Regions from separate parts of the Sus scrofa genome. Here region 1 is linked to region 2. Evidence: chromatin contacts called from public Hi-C data. All regions are on one chromosome and are shown on one strand. Each heading gives the region's core, a stretch centred on a gene start, on an enhancer-like site or on the middle of the called end of the contact. The rest is flanking DNA. Distances are from core to core; before and after follow the strand shown.

Evidence for each region. A called contact is a pair of places that touch in the nucleus more often than the background predicts.
Region 1: a contact with region 2 is called in a Hi-C map of liver, with 4 times the contacts expected there. The contact joins the promoter of FHL1 here to the enhancer-like site in region 2. A contact is called at or near these places in 1 of 5 promoter capture datasets (liver), 7 of 47 Hi-C or Micro-C datasets (adipose tissue, alveolar macrophages, embryonic fibroblasts and 3 more) and 1 of 2 datasets of contacts at active chromatin or transcription factors (skeletal muscle).

What each region holds. Positions count from the first base shown.
Region 1 is chrX:111,354,278-111,358,453 of Sscrofa11.1, forward strand. It overlaps FHL1 (four and a half LIM domains 1), which reads left to right and starts at 1,961. Exons shown (of 6, transcript NM_214375.1): 1 at 1,961-2,300. The coding sequence starts at 2,279.
Region 2 is chrX:111,316,342-111,320,164 of Sscrofa11.1, forward strand. It overlaps a transcript of FHL1 not described here. Among named protein-coding and RNA genes, the nearest start is that of FHL1, 38 kb to the right of the region's middle. Within about 2 kb of position 2,185, at least 5 of the 83 cell types and tissues checked have an H3K27ac peak or open chromatin away from gene starts, as enhancers often do. A contact at or near this core is called in liver, where this site is marked.

The DNA.
Region 1 (4,176 bases), core at 711-3,210, 38 kb after region 2:
ACCCAGAGTATATGAGGAGCTTTGTAAACAGTGCAGTGATTACTAAGGATGTCATCACACATCATCCTTTGTTAATGTGTAACGAAGGTGGCTCAGCTGCTGATGAAACCGGTGACTGGGCGTCTGCTGAGGAACTGTCAGGGTTACCGAATCGCTGGTCTAAGACAGGGCAAAGCTGCCAGCTTTCCTTACTGAAGAACTGATTTTCACCTGGCAGAGGACCTGTCTTCCCTGTTTCGCTTTTGTGTAGTTGTGTGACGAGGGGACATGGGCAGTGGGGACAGGTGTCAGAGCAGGCGTGGCCACACCTCATACAGTTTTGCGAAGGCACGGTTGGCCTGGTTGGTGAAAGTCACCGACCGAATAAATGCCGAGGCCCAGCTCACACTGGCCTGTCAGAGGTGACTGATGAATTGATGGGCAGGAAGCAGGTCTGTTGTGTTTTCTCTTGGGTTTTAGGCAAAATCGACTTAGGCTTTTTGCTAAAACATTTCCTGGGCCAGGGATTGAACCGGTGTCACAACAGGGACCCGAACCGCTGCAGCGACAATGCCGGATCCTTAACCCATTGAGCCACCTGGGAACTCCAGCCCGTTGCTATTCCGTTGTCACCTTTCGCAGTGCTCAGCTGGCTAAAGGGACGCGTCTGCTTGCTGGGAGTAGACCTCCCGAGGCCACGCGCTCTGCTTGTTGTTTGCAGCCCTGCGAGGGGGGCCATTAAAAGCGCCTTGGCCCTAACCCAGCGTTTACCTCACTAAATGGAAAATTTAGTGTTTATCAGGGTTAAGCATCTAATAAAATAGGAGCCTTTCCTCTGGGTGCAAAGTCTCATTTGTTTTAGGAGCAAGGCCTTGTTCATACTGGCCAGTCTCCTGCTCTCGCGCAGTCAGCCCAGCTGGGAAAGAGGCCTTTCTCTCTCCGGGCTTTTTGGGGGCACTACTGTGTGATAAATCTGCCTGTAGCATCCTGGCTTTGAGGGTGCTGTTACCTTCTGCTAACTGGGAGCTCCTGGCAGTCCGGGCTGTCTTTAGAATAACTTCCCGTGAGACAGTGGAAGGGCACAGGCGTCCTCAGAGTCTGGCATCCGTTGCTGAAGCGGGTATGGCTCACCGGCCAGGCCTGGGGACAGAAGACGAGGAAAGCATGGCCCTGGCCCCCGAGTCAGGGTTGTCTACACTCCTTGATGTTCAGTGGCGGAAGCCACTTGTAGGGTTCTGGGTGGGACTGTGTTTCACTTTTATGTGAGGCTTGGCAAACCCTTTTCAAGTTGTGGAATTTGGTTTTTCCACACGGAGTCACTGAGGAAGCTGGGGGCAGTGGGGGCAGCGTTCGGCGGGGTGGCTGGGGAAGATGGCCCGAGAAAGTGACCTGAAGCCAAGCCTGGAGGAAGCAGAGGAGCCAGCGCGAGGCCCGGGGCGGAGGGCCCGGCTGCCGGGGGCGGGTACCCTGGGGTGGGGCGGGTGAGGAGGGCGCAGGGCACGGCCCGGGCGGGGGCGCCCACGGCTCCTCCTGGGGCCCCGTCTCCAGCCATCGCATGGCCCGTTGGGGTCACGGTGTTTCCGTCCCCGTTTCTGCTTTCATCGTCCCTGACAGTGGAAAGCAAGGGGCTGCGTTTGTGGGACACGGTCTCTTCCTCGTGTACTAGCAGGTGCGTGCGTGTGTCTGCCCCTCCGGGCCCGCCCTGTCTGGCACTCAGGAGGGGTGCTCTTTTCAGGATCCTGCCAACCTCCGGGACAGACCCAGGAGGACACGGGCCGTGCCCTCGACCTGTGTGGCCCTCGGGTCCAGTGCGTCTTTCCCCCGCTGCCGCCGGCGGTCTGTCTCGTACAGTTACTTTGACCAGTAGCAGCACAAACTCGCGTCCTTCCGGGGCCCGCGGGCGAGCTCATCGGGCGTATAAAGTAGATTAATGGGGTGGCTCAGCGTTGAGGTATGCCACGGCCGCGTCCAAATTTTATTCCGGTACAGGGATCACTTTCTCTGCGGCCTCTCTGGCTCTGGAGCTAATTTGGATGCTGAGTAGCCCCACAGGTATTTATATGTAGTGTTTGGTATTTTTACTGGGTCCTATTCTTCTCCCTTGGATCACCTAAAATGGTTAAGAATTTTCGAGTGGGATTAAGGTTGCGATCTCTGGGGAGGGTGGGCCATCTGCTCTCGGTTATTTTCGTGTTCACCGCTTCCCCTTAAATGTATGTTCACAACGGAGCCGCAGCCTTATCAGCCGGGCCCAGGGGACAGTGGCTCCAGGTGCGGCTTGGGACTCGCTGGCGGAGCCATGGCCTCCCACAGACATGCAGGTAAACGCGGCGGCGGCGGCGGCCCCGGGCGGCCCCGGCTTCTCGGAGCACAGGGTGCCGAGGGCCCCGCGTCCGACCTTTGTTTAAGAGATATTTTTGGGTGACGTGATTTCAGTCCTGTCTAAATAGTAACAGAGCCGTAGCTCCTCTCTGCTCAGGCCTTGCCTCCCTCTAATGCTGTTTCCGGGACAAAAGAGATCTTGTTCAGGTAAAGTCAACAGCTCGAGTAGCTTATTTCTTGAAAACATGTAAACACGTTGCTCCAGAGCCCTTTGGCAGGACGTCTGGGAGGCTGGAAGCGATTGGGTGAGGAAAGAGGTTTTCGTCGTGACTGTTCGCAGTTTGGGGGTTATTTGTAAGATACAGATCTTCATCTTGACAGTGCTTTAAACCGAATTTCAATGTTTAGAAAAGGTCAGCCGTGGAACATGGAGCTGCAAGAAGGAAGACTGATAACGCAAAGTCCGTGCTGCCCTAAGGCCCTCTTCTCCTCGGAAGGGCCCTGTGTCTGGTCCTCCCGGACACACAGCCGGGAGCCTTCGGCTGTGACACGTAGCCCCCCAAGTCTTCTGATCAGAAAACAGGGCAAAGCTGCGGACCCTCTAGACTGTCGGTGCCCCAAGAGTCTCCCTCTCGTTTGATGCCCTGACGTGGAGGAAGCCTCTGGCGTGGACCAGACCCCCGGGGGACGGGGCCCGAGGGCTGCAGGGCGGGCAGGTCTCTGGGCTCAGCCTGCTGCCTCGCTCCTCCCAAGCCAGGACTGTCGCTGTGGCTCTGTGGCCCTCTTGCTAAGGAACGGTCCCCTTTCTTAGCAGCCAGGCACTTCGGCCCATCTCTCAGCTTTCAGATGAAGGGTCGATGTCATTCTCAGTGGCAGTCTTTTGGAAACAACAGTTTTGAGAACTGAGTGTTGCCTGTGGCTGTTTAGATAAAGGCAGTACTGGGCTGTTTAGATAAAGGCAGTACTGGGTCAGATTTCTCTGTCGGGGTTTGAACCAAGCGTGCTGCCGTGGGATGCGCTGCTTTGGTCCGCCTGTCCGCTTGTCCTCCTTGTTCCCAAGGCTCTCGAGCTGCCTGCTGTCTCTTCCTCCACCCGGGAGCCATTGTACCAGCTCGGCACCACAGGCCCGAGACTGTGCTAATCTAATCGGCCAACGTCCGCAAGCTCTGGGTGTAGACAAACTAGCCGGCTGTACCAGTTGTTCCAGTGGACCTTGGACGCAGGTTAACTGGTAGAGGAACTGCCCGTTTTATTTACTAATTAAATGACAGGATAAGGAAATCTGTTTCAAAGGTGACATGTTTATAACACGCCCAACCTTGGATTTTGAAACTATACCACATCCTGACGTTATTCTTCTATAAATCTGGAGGCTGTAACTGTAACGAAATTAGACAAATTGCTGACACCTTCTAGGTGATTTTTAAAATCAGGAGCTAGCATCTTGTGTCGCGTTAGGTTCAATAGGTCCGTGAGAGCAGATGAGAGAGAAGTGCCCTGAAGTGGACTTTGTGTGGACAGGGTAGAGGCTTGCAGAATCGGATAGGTCAGAATCCATTTTTAGGGGCCGTCCGCATCCAGAGAGGATGTTTCAAGGGCGAGCCTTGATCCTTACTGTCTACAGAGGGCCTTCCTTTACCCTTTGGCCCTTCACGTCGAGGCCGGCCTGGCGGGGGCCAGCGTGGGGGGGTGTGCTGGGCTGGGGGCGCGATCCCGGGGGACCGCGTCCTAAAATAACGGAAGACTTGGGCGAGGGTGACACTGAAGGCTTTGTACTTGCCGTGACCACTAGCGGACGGCCTGCCGCTTCGCCCGAGAAACCGAAAACACATGTTGCTGCCAGTGTGTGCCCTGCTCGGCCCGCCCCGTGTCAGC
Region 2 (3,823 bases), core at 935-3,434:
ACATGCTGCTGGCATGGGCAAAACCAAACAAAACACCGAAAGATCTTCAGAATTACTGTTGCATCTCTAGGTAGAGGTCATGGCCATAAGGTGTGAAATGGGAGGGCCACCCAAGAGTTAGAGAAAGATCCTGTGGCCTCCTCGTGTAAGCTCCTTAATAGTAGAATTTCAGTGCAGAAGCGGATGTCAGGACCTACCCCACTTTGTTTTACGGATGAGGAAACTGAGGCTCAAAGAGGCTGTGCACCTGATCCAAGGTCATATGTATGTGTTAATATCAGAGTTCTAGTTTGAGGTGTTAGGTCCTTCATACATAGGTTAGTTTTTATTTCCTAGTTAAAAACGCTCTCCTGACAATAACTTTTTGTGGGTCTTTCTCTCAAAAGAATAAGTTAATTATGGTGAAAGTATATTAACTATGTAAAGGATACCAGAAAGGCCAGGTTTTTCCTAATTTCAGAAAATGATCAAAATTGTTGTGTACAGGAATCTGTTATGTTATCTGCCTTGTTGAGATTGAACATTAGTGGTATGGAACCTTTTGTGAGCATCTAGTCTTCAGCATTATATTTTCTTTTTTTTTAATTTTTTTTGTCTTTTTTTTTTTTTTTTTTGTCTTTGTTGTTGTTGTTGTTGCTATTTCTTGGGCCGCTCCAGCGGCATATGGAGGTTCCCAGGCTAGGGGTTGAATCGGAGCTGTAGCCACCGGCCTATGCCAGAGCCACAGCAACGCGGGATCCGAGCCTCGTCTGCAACCTACACCACAGCTCACGGCAACGCCGGATCCTTAACCCACTGAGCAAGGGCAGGGACCGAACCCGCAACCTCATGGTTCCTAGTCGGATTCGTTAACCACTGCGCCACGACGGGAACTCCTTTTCATTTATTTTTAATTTTTGTGTGTGCGTGTGTTTTTAGGGCCACACCCGAGGCATATGGAAGGAACTTCCCAGGCTAGGGGTCGAATTGGAGCTGCAGCTGCCAGCCACAGCCACAGCAATGCCAGATCAGCTGCATCTGTGACCTACACTGCAGCTCATGCAGCGCTGGCTCCTTAACCCACTGAGCAAGGCCAGGGATCGAACCCGCATCCTCATGGATACTAGTTGGATTCGATACCGCTGAGCCATGACGAGGACTCTGTCTAGTCTTTAATTTCCTCTGGCCTGTGGGGCAAGTACAGGTGCCAAGGCCTATATCAAAGATGCCTAGTCACAGAAATGCAAAACAACTTTTTAAGTCTTTATACACACCAGCTTGGAAGACTCCGATTGGAGCTACTGCTGCATGAAAGTACTTTTTTTTCTTTTGTTTTTCCTTGCTTTTTAGGGCTACAGCTGTGGCATATGGAAGTTCCCAGGCTAGGGGTCGAATTGGCCTTACAGCTGCTGGCCTACACCGCAGCCACATGAAAACCAGATAAAAGCTGAGTCTGTGACCTACACCACAACTCACGGCAATGCCAGATCCTTAACCCTCATGGATTCCAGTCGGGTTTGTCACCTGCTGAGCAACAACAGGATCTCCCATTTTTCCTTTATAAAAGCTGATGTCTGTCAAGGTTGTGGGAAAGGCATTTTAAAGATTGCATTTACTTCCCAACATAAGTAGGCAGTTCCGTTGTAGCAAATGCTGCCCCTGCACGTGCCCGCATAACAGTTGTTTTTAATCTGGCACTATTAACAACTAAGTTCTTCAGCTTTCCTTTCTTTCTTGGCCCTCTGGGTTCTTTTCTTTCCTTTTTTTTTTTTTTTTTTTTTTTGGTCTTTTTGTCTTTTTGCTATTTCTTTAGGCCGCTCCCGAGGCACATGGAGGTTCCCAGGCTAGGGGTCTAATTGGAGCTGTAGCCACCGGCCTACGCCAGAGCCACAGCAACGTGGAATCCGAGCCGCGCCTGCAACCTACACCACAGCTCACGGCAACGCTGGATCCTGAACCCACTGAGCAAGGGCAGGGACCGAACCTGCAACCTCGTGGTTCCTAGTCGGATTCATTAACCACTGCGCCACAACGGGAGCTCCCCCTCTGGGTTCTTTCTGTAGCTGTGCGTGTCACTCTCTCTTCGTCTCTCCTTTGCCTGGGTGTCTGTTTCACTTTCCCGGTGACTTTTTTTCTATCCAGTGGACTCTGCCCACTTTTCCTTTTTCTGGCCTCAAAGTCATCGTCGGTCCTAGTGTCATCATCCTGGTCATCTGCCCTGCGTTCCCCCCCCCGCCGCCGCCCGGCACCCTTTTGGCCACTGCCAGTTACCCCAGCCTAGGCCAGATCTCATTTTTCAGCCTGGAATGGGCAGGAAAACTGCTCTCCAGAGGAAGTGTGAGGTGAGATCTGGTGTCACTTGATACAGAAATGTCACCGTTAGAATAAAATTAAACAAAATACGTCCAGAGACTACATAGTTGCATAGACAGGTAAACCTGTGAACGCAAAATCATTTCTTCTCTGTGGCCAGGGCCCCAGCCAGTGCTAAAGCTACGTGAAATAATGAAAATGGATACTCACTGCCAAGGGCTTACTAGCTGAACAAATGAGAAAATTGTACCCTTGCCTAGGGGTGTGTTCTTAAGTAGCTTTTGCTCCTGTTCCTCGTTATTGCCTGCTAATGAATGTGCGCATTGCCAGTGAGCCACCAGCTCTTCCCAGCTTCCTGTAGTACTCTGTATTTCTCTTCTGAAACTGGCTTTTCCTTTGTATTTAAACCAATGATATTTGCTTGCTCTTTGTTTCGGAACTACTATAGGTGTAAAATGTACAGAAAAAAGAAGATACATATGTACTGTTTTTTTTAATGTTTTAATTTTTTGTCTTTTTAGGGCCGCACCCGCAGCCTGTGGAGGTTCCCAGGCTAGGGGGCTGAATCAGAGCTGTAGCCGCTGGCCTGTGCCAGAGCCACAGCAGTGCCAGATGCGAGCCATAACTGTGACCTATACCACAGCTCACGGCAACGCCACATCCTTAACCCACTGAGCGAGGCCAGGGATCGATCCTGCATCCTCATGGTTGCCAATCAGATTCGTTTCCCCTCAGCCACAGTGGAAACTCCTGTGCTGGTTTTTTTTTGGTTTGTTTGTTTTGTTTTTAATGCAGTGAAACCTAGAAAAAAAGAAAAGCAGTGAAAATAAGTCTTGGTTGCCGGCACTCTACTTTGTGTAAGATTTCTATTTTATTTACTCACCTGAAAACTCTGGATCTTACATATGTTCAAGATGTAAAATGTTCCATAGACGTTCTAATCACAAGAAATTGCAATATCCACAAAGTTTCAGATGTACTTTTCAATACTAAGGACCTGTTAGCTGGGAATGTAGAGCTTTTATCATCAGGGTGGTTTTGACAAGGATGATACAAATGTAAGTTTCTATACTTGATTAACAAGTTTTGTTATTCACTTTCAGCTTTAGAGTGTGGATGAGGCTGCTTGGCTCCTGTCAGATTGAAAATGTGTGATTTAGTAGGAAGACATTAAGGATTGGTTTTTCATTGAATCTCTGCCAGGTTTAGTATTAGACTTTATTTTTGTTTGGGAAGCTGATTGCCAGCATCTGCCCGTAGACGAAATCAGTCATCTTCGGAGTTCCCGTCGTGGCGCAGTGGAAAACAAACCCGACTAGGAACCATGAGGTTGTGGATTCCATCCCTGGCCTCACTCAGTGGGTTGAGGATCCAGCGTTGCCGTGAGCTGTGGTGTAGGTCGCAGATGCAGCTCGGATCTGGTGTTGCTGTGGCTGTGGTGTAGACCTGCAGCTGCATCTCCGATTCGACCCCTAGCCTGGGAACCCCCATATGCCATGGGTGCGGCCCTAAAAAGCAAAAAAAAAAAGAG